Linked DNA regions of Sus scrofa: regions 2 and 3 are each linked to region 1. A link is a contact called in public HiChIP or PLAC-seq data. All regions are on one chromosome and are shown on one strand. Each heading gives the region's core, a stretch centred on a gene start, on an enhancer-like site or on the middle of the called end of the contact. The rest is flanking DNA. Distances are from core to core; before and after follow the strand shown.

Region 1 (3,704 bases), core at 122-2,621:
AGGGTCCTCCCTTCACGGTACCCAGAGCTGAACTCATCCACTCTGCCCTCACCCCCAAGCAGGATCTAGGACGTGAGAGCCTTTCCCCACCAGCTCTGCTTTGGCCATCAGTGCACAGAATTAATCAGCATCCCCAGCTCAGGGCACCGGGCCCACCTCTTCATATCTTCCCAGTGTTGGATCTTTTCCCCTGCTGTTTATACCTCGTCCCTTTCATCTTGTCAAAGACATAGGAATGCATAGGCGCTATTCCCTCTTCCTGGAATCATTCAGCCTGGGGAATCCTTCCTTCCCACCGTGCCGTAGAAAACCAGTCCCATAGGATCCGAGTAGAGAGTATGAGCAGGAGGCAGCCGCCGAATGACTTTCCTCCTTTGCATCGCAGGCCTGTGGGCAGAGAAGCCCCAGATCAGAATCTCCAAGGCTGGATGCCGGCCAGCACTTCACGCCCCACGCCCCGTCCTTCCCCTGTGTTCTCCAGTGAGGAGCGTTGAGTGAAGCAAAGGAAACGGGCTGGAGCTGAGCCAGGGCGCCGGTCCTGGACGCGGCTCCATCTTTTATTCAGAGAATGACCTCATCCTTGGTCTTGGTTCTTTAAAGGGAAGTGCAGGGGGTCTCTTTCCTGCAGCCTGGATTGCATTTGCACTGCCCCCCATCCTCCACAGCATCAAAGAAACAGACTTGACCTAGAAGAGAGTCCCAGGTTTGAGGATTTAGAGTCAAGACTGCATTTGTCCCCCTTCGATGAATTTATTACGGATTTAACCTCTGGCCCAGAATACCTCCTCCTCTCGGGGCCCCATTTCCCTCTCTCTGGGGACCCCTGCCCTCCCGCAATTCTCTCTGATCACCCCAAACCTCCCCTCCCCCAGCCCCAGCTTCATTTACCTCCGACTCATCTGGTCTTATTTTTAGCTCCAGCTTTTTTCCTTTCTTAATATGGCGATGAGCTCTTAGGCCAGTGTGGGGACAGGGGCTGAGGAGCCCTGGGCATTGGGGGAGGGGGAGGGGAAGGAAGCTCTGAGAGCCCGGGTGAGAGGTGCTGGAGGTAGGAGGATCCCGGCCCTCACGGAGCCGGCCTGGCCGCAGAAGGTTATCTGTCTCTCCTGCCAATCCTGGAGACATATTTAGACGGGACCAGGTGGGGGCCGAGGGGTGCCAACCTCGGGGGCAGCTCCGGTTCCCTCCCCGCCCCTGCTCCTATTCCTCCTCCTGACCCTTTTTCTCTTGGCTCTGTCGGCAATTTCTCCAGGACCCAGCAGCGTCCTCTGTCCACTGCTCTGGGCCGTTCCCCACACCCCCCCCAACTCAGGATTCGGGACCCAGGGGCTCCTCCCTCCCCCAGCTAACCTCTTCTGGACCAGGAGAGCCGACCCAGACCCCTCTACCTCCATGAGCGCTGCAGACAGGATGGGGGCCAGAGCTGTGCCCGGCCTGCGGCTGGCACTGCTGTTACTGCTGGTGCTAGGGACACCCAAGTCAGGGGTGCACGGGGAGGAAGGGCTGGACTTCCCCCAGTATGATGGTGTGGACCGTGTGGTCAACGTCAACGCAAAGAACTACAAGAATGTGTTCAAGAAGTATGAGGTGCTGGCACTGCTCTACCATGAACCCCCCGAGGACGACAAGGCCTCACAAAAACAGTTTGAGTTGGAGGAGCTGATCCTGGAGGTGAGTGGCGGGGTGTGCAGGCCTGCGGAGCCCGCCAGCCCCTCTCTGCAACCCCTAGCCTGCAACTCCATGTAGGTCTTGGAAGGTGGGATCTGGGGGTGAGGGCCGGGGCTGCAGGACCCTGTCTTGAACAACAGGACACAAGGGGCATGTGACCTTAGCCGAAAGAGAAACAGAGATTCAGGAACTCAAAAGTACTGCCCGAATCGGGCAGTTTTGAGGGGGAGGAGGAAGTGCAGGGGGACCTCTCCTCATTGCATAGGAGGCTGGCAGTACTGGGTTTGCCTAGGACTGGGGTGACCTTGGAAGTGGGGGGAAGGAGGGAAAGAGAGTTTCCTCAGGCAAATGAGAAGAACTGCAGTGCACCCCCCAAATCTACTTTCTAGCCAGGATGTGCCCCCTCTCTATATACTTTCAGGGCCACACACCAAAGAGATCCGAACTGAGTATAAATTTCAATGTTACAGCCGTTTAACTTGCATGTCACTTGTTTAATGGCCAAAGGCTTAGTAGATACCACGGTGTCTCCCATTGGCCTCTTAGTCTCCCCCTCCCTCCCCCTCCCTCACCAGCCCCATCTGCCCCTATTGGATCGGGCTGGGCATCTCCACTGGAAAATTCTTGCTTGGAGGAGGGTCCACAATGCCTTCCCCAACCTGTCTTTGTGGGAACTTTCTCCTCACCCCCAAACTGACCTGGGGCACTGAGTTATGAGAGCCTATTGTTACAAGGGGAAAGAGCCCACATTTAGAAATGACTGGGAGGGAGTTCCAGTGGTTAAGGAATTCGACTAGGAACCATGAGGTGGCAGATTCGATCCCTGGCCTCGTTCAGTGGGTTAAGTATCCAGCATTGCCGTGAGCTGTGGTGTAGGTCACAGACTCAGCTCGGATCTGGCATTGCTGTAGCTTTGGAGTAGGCCAGTGGCAACAGCTCTGATTAGACCCCTAGCCTGGGAACCTCTATATGCCATGGGTGCAGCCCTAGAAAAAGAAAAAAAAAAAAAAAAAAAAAAGATAACTGAGAGTTGTGGTCACACACACAACCCCTACCCCCTGCCCCCAGGAGTGGGATGTGTGGCGTCTCCTTGGCCAAGCTGCCGCAGCCCCTTCCCTAGCTTGGCACTGCAGAGGGGCCCCAGCTTGCCCAGAGCTTGGACTATTTCAGGGCAAGACACCAGTATTACAGGCTCCTGTTTCTGTGTGCCCCTGCTGGGCACTGGAACCCACCGTCTGATTAATGAGCTGAGTATTTTTATCCTGAGTGCTCAGCATCCCTCTCCAGCCACCTGCCAACCACCTCCCTGGCCCATCCTCCTAAGAACCTGAGCGCCCGAGCATCCGTGTTAGGTGGGGTAAAGCTGCAAATGGTGCCCAAGGCAGAGCGCATTGGGGTTGCGAGCCCGGTTGGGAGGCCTAGGGTGTAACTGCCCTAGGAGGGCTAAAGTAGACAGTGAAAGAGGAAGTCCCACCGGATTGAGGAGAGCCCGGCCCCTTTCACCTCAGGTCTCCCCGTCAGTCTCTCTGCCTCTGAGAGCAACCAGTGGTGGCGAAGGGACCTCTACTCTCAGCTCTCTGGCTTTCCCTGCTCCTCAGCAACATGACCAGATCTCACTATCACCCTCTTGCCCTCCAAGATTCTTCCCACTGGGAGTCACTCAAAAGAATCCCAAAGGACATCTAATGTCACCCCCACACTGAGCATGGCCTTTGATCAGTAGGGAGTAGGGGACTCAGCTCTGAAGGAAGGAAGGGCCTCAGTCATTCTGAAGCCAGACCCCTCGGCATCCCTAAGGAACCCGGAAGTACATGCACAGTGCCGGAAAGTTCAACATAAGAGGCACACGGTACATGAGCAGTAAATGTTCAAGGAGTAAAATTGAACCAAAGACCAAAATGGTAGCGTGGTAGGGAAAGTGGAAATACCCTGGATCCTAGCACAGGGTCAGGGTCGACTCATATTCCCTGCATTTCAAAGGACCCACCTTGAAAGCAAGAGATGAGGAATAGTGGTTACTAAGAATTCCAGGGGCT
Region 2 (3,297 bases), core at 288-2,787, 72 kb after region 1:
AAGCAAACGAATGAAGAGGGAGACACATTCATTTCTATGCTTAACTGGAGTCATTTGAAGATATACAGCAATAGTTTAGGACTTCAAGTCAAGAGGCCCAGAGCCAATTAAACTTGTAAACGTAATTTAACCAGAGCTGGAACAAAGCCAAGAACAATACCCTAACTCCTTGGGAAATTGTGGTAGGAATTTTATAATTTTAGTGGTCAGCACTTGGGCACCAGGGTAGGGTCTGTCTTGGACTGAGGAATTTAAATGCCTTCAACTCCTACTCACCTTTCCTCCTTTATCACTGAAGTAGGGCCAGGCTGAGCTCCTGAGAAAATAGGCCTGTAGATTCACTGAAGGACTAAGAAAAGTTAAAGTTTAAATGGCAAGGGTGCCTCTTCAACTAAACATAATAAAAACATATTTATGAATACATGTTAGTACTTTTTTAGACCTCCTCAGGACTATTTAGAAGCACGGTAATTTATGACTACTGAACAAGTAACTTACGTAGTTACAGAAATTAAATGAACCAGGCAAGTAATCTCCCAGCTCCACTAAAACGTAAGTCATTTAAAAGGAAAACCTGAATCTTTTCAACGCCAACCCATAACCAAACCTCTCAACAAGCCACAGAGCAGGGGGAAATCCCGGAGAGAACGTGATAGCGCTAGTGCCGGTTTGTTTACAGAGACTCCAGCAACAATCATATGAGTCAGAAATTCAAGCCACTAGATGCTTTCCAACTAACAGGGACCAAATGGGACCGTTCTACGGTGCCCTGAAAGATTTAGGGGTGAAGGGAATTACATTACAAGGGTACAGGAACAGACGGCAACAACTGACTCCAGGGTTCTTGGACCTCGGCCTTCCGTACAAGGTGCTGGGCCCGAGAACTCGGGATGGGGGAGGGGGCACACAGCGCGGTGGCCCTGAGATGACGGGGAAGCGCAGGGCAAGCCGCGTCCCCCAATCTAAAGGGGAAAAGCGCACACAAATGGGTCACCCGACAAGGCAAGACGTCCCCGTGGATTGCGGGGCATGCTCCTGGGGGCAGCCGTGGGGCTGACCTGCGAAAAGGACAGCCACTCCTCCCGGCGGTGACTCGGGTCAGAAGGAGCAGACCTGAGCCCTGGGAGCTCGAGAAAGCAGTCAAACCTATCTTAAAGGGGAACGGGGCAAGGGGGAGGGGGCCAGGCCAAGCCGGAACGAGACACGGACCGGGTAGGTCAAAGGGGGGGGGTGTCCGGCTGGGGCAGTTACAAGCACGGGAGCCGGCGAGACTCTGCAGCCCGCTTCCCGTCTTGGGTCATCCTTCTGCCAGCGGCTGCTCCGACTGTTCCAGGCCCAGCCGCCCCGTCCACTGCCGCCACCAACGCCGCCGCCATCTTACACTGGCCAGCGGCCGCCACCACCACCGCCTCCGCTCTCTGCGCTTGCGCCTGCGCTGCCACGCTTTCCGGCCCCGTTTGCGACGATGTGCTGGAGAAGACTGAGGGAAAAGTGGTCGCGCGAGCTCTCGGCTCCCAACCCTCCACCGAGGACGCATAGGGGGCGGGCCTAAGCCCAACGGAAAACGGAGCGGGCGGCGCGTGCGCATTACTGAGAAGGCGAAGTTGTTTTTGTACTGTTTGGAAGACTTCACGATCCTCGTGATACTTAAATAGAGTTAAAGGCCTTTCAGAGTTGTGGTTTAAATCAACTTCATTTCTGACGGGTTTGCAGGCAAACTCCTGGGCGACCTTCATGTTTGCCCTGTTTCTGAACAAGCAGTTTTCTCCAGATTTCTTCTGAAAACTCCATTTCCTTTGAGGATCTTAAGTGCTTGCTTTACCCTCGAGACCCATTTACCGCCCCCCCCCGCCCCGCCCCGAGCTTCCATTTACCCATTTTTAAAGAAGGGATTTAGAAGCTTGAGGTGCAGCTAAGCTATTCAAGAAGCTCTTTGAAGGGGGGTAGTGTGTCGAAGGTTCCAAAGACTGGGACAGATGATGTACCCTCTGCTTGTCTGACATCTGAAGGAAGCATGCAGGAGGCCCCTGAAAAAGTTACTCCCAGTTGCCGGGCCAGGGGCGTTTTGCCCAGAAGGCTAGGGTGTGAGGCCCCTGGTAACCTCCTCTACCGCTAACCATCCTATTATGTCATTATATATTACTTAGACTATTGCAAGAGATGCCTAGCTGGTTTGTCCACTTCCATCATTGCCCTACTAGTTAAATAAAGGACCCAGAGTGACCTTTTAAAACGTAAGCCAGGTCATAGTATTATGCTCAAAACCTCCGAAAGCTTCTCATTGTACATTAAAAATCTAAATGATCAAGAGGTTTTCCGAGGAAGGCCCTACACGACATGGCACTTATTTCTCCGATTTCATTTCCTCCCATACTACCTAGCTCTGCTCTAGCCTTACTGGTCTTCTTCTTGTCACTACAACCAAAGCATGGACAGCCTGAGGGCTTTTGTACTTGTTCCCTCTTCTTGGAATGTTCATCTACGGTATTTTTTACTAGACTCATTCTGTCCATTTAATTACATCTCTACCCAAAGGCTACTTCCTCAATCAGCTTTTAACTATTCCAACTAAAATGGTATCCTGCACTACCATCCTTCTCTGTCCTCTAACTCTGTACTTTTTCATAATTTTTTTACCATAACATTTAATCTATTATTACATTTTTATGGGAGATTTTTTTTTTTTTGGACCATATCTGTGGCATATGGAGGTGCCCAAGCTGGGGTCGATTCAGAGCTTTAGCTGCCAACCATAGCCATAGCCACAGCAATGAGGGATCCAAGCTGTGTCTGCGACCTACACTACAGCTCACTGCAAGGCCAGATCTCTGACCCACTGAGCAAGGCCAGGGATCAAAGCCGAACCCTTATGGATACTAGTCAGATTTGTTTCCGTAGCACCACAGCAGGAACTCTGATAAGTATGTATTTGTAATCTAACTGTACTATTAGAATATAAGCTCTATAAGGGCAGGGACTATGTCTGTTTCATCTTTGTAACCCCAACACCCAAGAGGGCCAGAATACAAAGTAACTAATGCCCTACCATTCTTTCATTTATGCCACCAACAGTTACTGAATTCCTGCTACATGTAAGGCCTTCTTCTATGTACTGAGGCTGCAGCAGTGAATAAAATAAGCCAAGATTCCTGCTTTCATGGAACTTATTTATTGATGCAGGGGTTGGGAGTGTAAGGGGAAGAGGGACACACAGAACAGATTATAAGGAGCAAAGAAAAGGAAAATAAAGCAGGATAAAAGTGGGTTATTTGAGTAGGTATGCTCTTTTACATATGA
Region 3 (3,644 bases), core at 278-2,777, 84 kb before region 1:
CTATAGCCGCTGGCCTACGCCAGAGCCACAGCAACGTGGGATCTGAGCCGCATCTGCAAACTACACCACAGCTCACAGCAACACCGGATCCTTAACCCACTGAGCGAGGCCAGGGATAGAACCCGCAACCTCATGGTTCCTAGTTGGATTTATTAACCACTGAGCCACGACGGGAATGCCACTCCCATGTTTCAGTGCAGAGAGGGCTCTTGTCTGTCTACCCTTCATCCTGCCTGAAGGAAGCAGTTGCCCTTCTTGTTGTTCTTGGCTCTGGTACATGTTAGGATACTGACCTCTATATGCCTCTTAGAAGCTCCGTAAGTGCCAGTCTTTGGGCTTCTCCCCCACCGACCCATCGACAGCCTAGAGTTCCTCAACAGTGTCTAAGAGGGTAATGTGTGTGTTCCCCCCGCCCCAATTACAAGGGTAAACTTGGGCAGTCCCTTCTGTGCCCCACCTGCCCTTCTGCCAGCCATCTCCCAGGTCTTGGGAGCCTTGACTCTGAAACTTTGCAAAGGCTACATCTGGAGGGCTTGGGAAGACTCTCTCCCCTCCATCTAGCAGACTTCATGCTGCTTCTTTTTTTTTTTTTTCTTTTTAGGACCACACCCACAACATATGGAAGTTCCCAGGCCAGGAGTTGAATCAGAGCTGCAGCTGCTGGTCTACACCACAGCCACAGCAACACGGATCTGAGCGGCATCTGTGACCTACACCACAATTCACAGCAATGCCGGATCCTTAACCCACTGAGTGAGGCCAGGGATCCAACCCGCATCCTCACAGAGACCATGTTGGGTCCTTAATCCACTGAGCCACAACGGGAACTCCCATGCTGCTTCTGGAGCTGCCTTTGGCTCTCATCAGGCTGCCAACCTCGAGAAGCCTCATACACAAGGGCCGCCCTGGGTTCTAGCACCACCTCTTCCTGGCTTCAGGGTTCCCACAGTCTTTACAGTGGAGAGAACGGTCTCTTGCTTCTTTCTCCGGGAAGTTAGATGTAGATGCAGGAGACCAGGTTCTAGTTCTGTTTTATCAGCTCAAATCTTGTTCATGTGCAGTCTCTCCGGGCCTCAGCTTCCCCATCGGGAAAGCAAGAGGCAGGGTCAGATCACATGGCCTCTGTTCTCTGGGATGCTGATGCTGTTGCCCAGGGCTCCCCCTCTGCCCTCCCTAAGGGGCATATCCCCCACCCCATACCGTATCTCCCCTCTCTCAGTAGTGGCTGCCATGGGCCAGGACTTGGAGGGTGAGGGGAGCGGAGGGGGAGCACTCGGTGGGACAAACGGACCTTCCTCAGGCCAGTTGCTTAAGGGGCGGGAGGGGAGGAGTCCTCAGAGATCCTGTTTCAACAAACGTTTCTTTCCCGAGGAGGGAAGGCGGGGGAGAGGGGGAGAGGGACCTATTTAAAGCTACCCTGTTGCTCACTGTCTCTGTCTGTCTGCCGGGGTCTCTGGCGCCCCAGACCGGTGGTGTGAGCTCGGGATCCTCCTGGTGACCTCTCCAGTCAAGGTCCCGCAGCCACTCTGCCCCAAGATGGGCCGTGGGGTGAGTATCCCTAAAGAGCAGGGCTGGCTCTGGAGGGAGCTGTGCGGCTCTCTGGATGATGAGGGAGGCTGGAAGGAAGGACAAAGTGGGGATGGGACCCAGAGGGAGGAGCGGTGGGCTGCTTTGAACTTGGAAGTATTGAGTCTCCCAGCCAGGACTATGTGCACAGACGGACAGTGGCACTTGCTTGCTCGCTCCCTGAGTGCTGAGTTCTTTACCACCGACCCCAGGACCAGCTCCGAAGCTCACCACCCCCCACCAGCATCCCCTCCAGCCCTCCCTCCACCCCTGCCTCATCTCCTCCCCACCAAACCCCCATGGTCCCTCCTCTCTCACCGTATCTCCTGGCCTCCCAGCGGAAGGTTATTTGGTACTGAGAATGCCCCCTGCCTTCGCCACCCTCTGAAAGTATCCATTCCTCCAGGAGTCCCAGCCTGAGAGGATGGGGGTCCAATTTGTGGTTGCAGAGAGGGCCAAGGGGCATCTGCTTCTGAGTCACCAAGCATTTCCAAACACCAGCTCTGGGAGAGAGGGGGGACCCTGGGTTCCAGGGACAGCTGGGAGCAGTGAGCAAAGGCAGAGAGCGATGTGCCCCCAGCCCCTGGTCCAACACCCCCACCCACCCACCCGGCGCTGTCCCCGGCAGCATTGTGCTCGGGCTTCAGGCCATGCGCTTTGAGGACTTTCCCAGAGGCTGGTGAGAGCTGCAGGCACCCCCCTCGGTCCACCCCAGCCTGTGGCATTCTGCAGCTCGGGATATGCCAAGGGGAAGATTAACAGCCACCGGGGATGGAGAGGGTGGGGGTGGCCAGGGCTGAGGCTTGGAATTCTTGGAAATGAAATTTCCATATGGAGAAAAGGGACCCAATCTCTTTACATCCCAAGCCTGGTGGCTTTCCTTTTGTGGAATGCTGGCAGAAGGGAGCCCCGGGAGGGTGCTGAGGAAAGAGGGTGCCCGTGGGGAGCTGTGGCGGAGTTTCTGGGCCCAGGAGGGGGTCATGCAAGGACATGGTGTCGCACTGAGTTTAGCAGCTGGGAAAACTCTGAGCCTGGACACCAGGGTTCCTGAGCTAGGGTGGGAGCTATAAATAGAACCGGTGTGTGTGTGTGTGTGTGTGTGTGTGTGTGTGTGTGTGTGACGTGTTCTCCATAGGCTGGAACTGATACAGATATCCACGGATGAGCACCTGTGTTTGTGTCTCAGCAGAAAAATTTGCAAACACGCAGGTCCTGGAGCAGGAGTGAGCAGAGACATCGCTGTGGGGGGGGGCTCATGAGGGTCTATGAAGAGTTGTCTCTGAGGTGTGGGCCTCACAGAGGAAGAGCTCACGACAGTGGGAAGATGTACTGTCTTGGGATCTTCGGCGGCACCTTGACATCTCTTGTTCCCCCCGGGGGAAAGGAAGCCCCCAACTGAAGCATGGACCTCTGACCCCTCTTCTCCCCCACCTTAGAACAGGGTGCACTCAGCTCAAGGGGTCCTGGAGAAGCAGTTTGACCTTGACTTCTTCAGGGGTCTATGCTTCTCCCCCAGCCTCCCTGAATCCCATTCCCACCTGTCCACCCCCAGTAGCAAGTCAGGGAGCAGGACTGCCTCTGTTCAGACTGAGAGGCTGCGGGGTATGGGTGCCCTTAGGGTTGGCGCTTGGAGTTCAACCCCCCAGGAGACTCCCAAAGAGGGAAGGCACCCCCATCCACATCCTCTTTCCCCTGCTCCTTCCCTCAGAGCAAGGCCCCACTGTCACCCCATCACCCTATGGCCGTGAAGGGCAGCGTGGGAGTTGGGGGAAGGGACAGCCCTGGTGGGAAGGAGCCCAGCCCGCTCCAGCTGCCACGGAGAGGCTGCGGTGGGGGGAACGTTGGCTGATTTCCAGCTGCCCCCACTCTGTCCCGGCCCTGCGCTTTCTCAGAAAGAACTCTCTGTTCTCCTTCAGCATTCAAGGCCCAGAGAGGGGGACTTGTGTTGGGGGAGAGGGAGGAGTAAGGGGGGCTGGTGGGGGGGGGGTCCTTGCTTCCTCTCTTTCTTTCTTGCCTGGGCAGCCTGCTGGCCCCAAATCTCTGCAGGCTCCTGGCCGCAGAGCCCAACATCCCTGCCA

What was found. HiChIP or PLAC-seq counts read pairs in DNA pulled down with a chosen protein or histone mark.
Region 2: a contact with region 1 is called in an H3K27ac HiChIP or PLAC-seq map of skeletal muscle. The contact joins the promoter of DCAF8 here to the promoter of CASQ1 in region 1. A contact is called at or near these places in 1 of 5 promoter capture datasets (liver), 6 of 47 Hi-C or Micro-C datasets (heart right ventricle, liver and skeletal muscle) and 2 of 2 datasets of contacts at active chromatin or transcription factors (alveolar macrophages and skeletal muscle).
Region 3: a contact with region 1 is called in an H3K27ac HiChIP or PLAC-seq map of skeletal muscle. The contact joins the promoter of ATP1A2 here to the promoter of CASQ1 in region 1. A contact is called at or near these places in 2 of 47 Hi-C or Micro-C datasets (both in skeletal muscle) and 1 of 2 datasets of contacts at active chromatin or transcription factors (skeletal muscle).

The regions. Positions count from the first base shown.
Region 1 is chr4:90,284,932-90,288,635 of Sscrofa11.1, reverse strand. CASQ1 (calsequestrin 1) reads left to right here and starts at 1,371. Exons shown (of 11, transcript NM_001243269.1): 1 at 1,371-1,671. The coding sequence starts at 1,393.
Region 2 is chr4:90,213,158-90,216,454 of Sscrofa11.1, reverse strand. It overlaps DCAF8 (DDB1 and CUL4 associated factor 8), which reads right to left and starts at 1,537. Exons shown (of 13, transcript NM_001244434.1): 1 at 1,382-1,537. PEX19 (peroxisomal biogenesis factor 19) reads right to left here. Exons shown (of 8, transcript XM_021089574.1): 8 at 3,147-3,297.
Region 3 is chr4:90,368,788-90,372,431 of Sscrofa11.1, reverse strand. ATP1A2 (ATPase Na+/K+ transporting subunit alpha 2) reads left to right here and starts at 1,527. Exons shown (of 23, transcript NM_001171541.1): 1 at 1,527-1,548. The coding sequence starts at 1,537.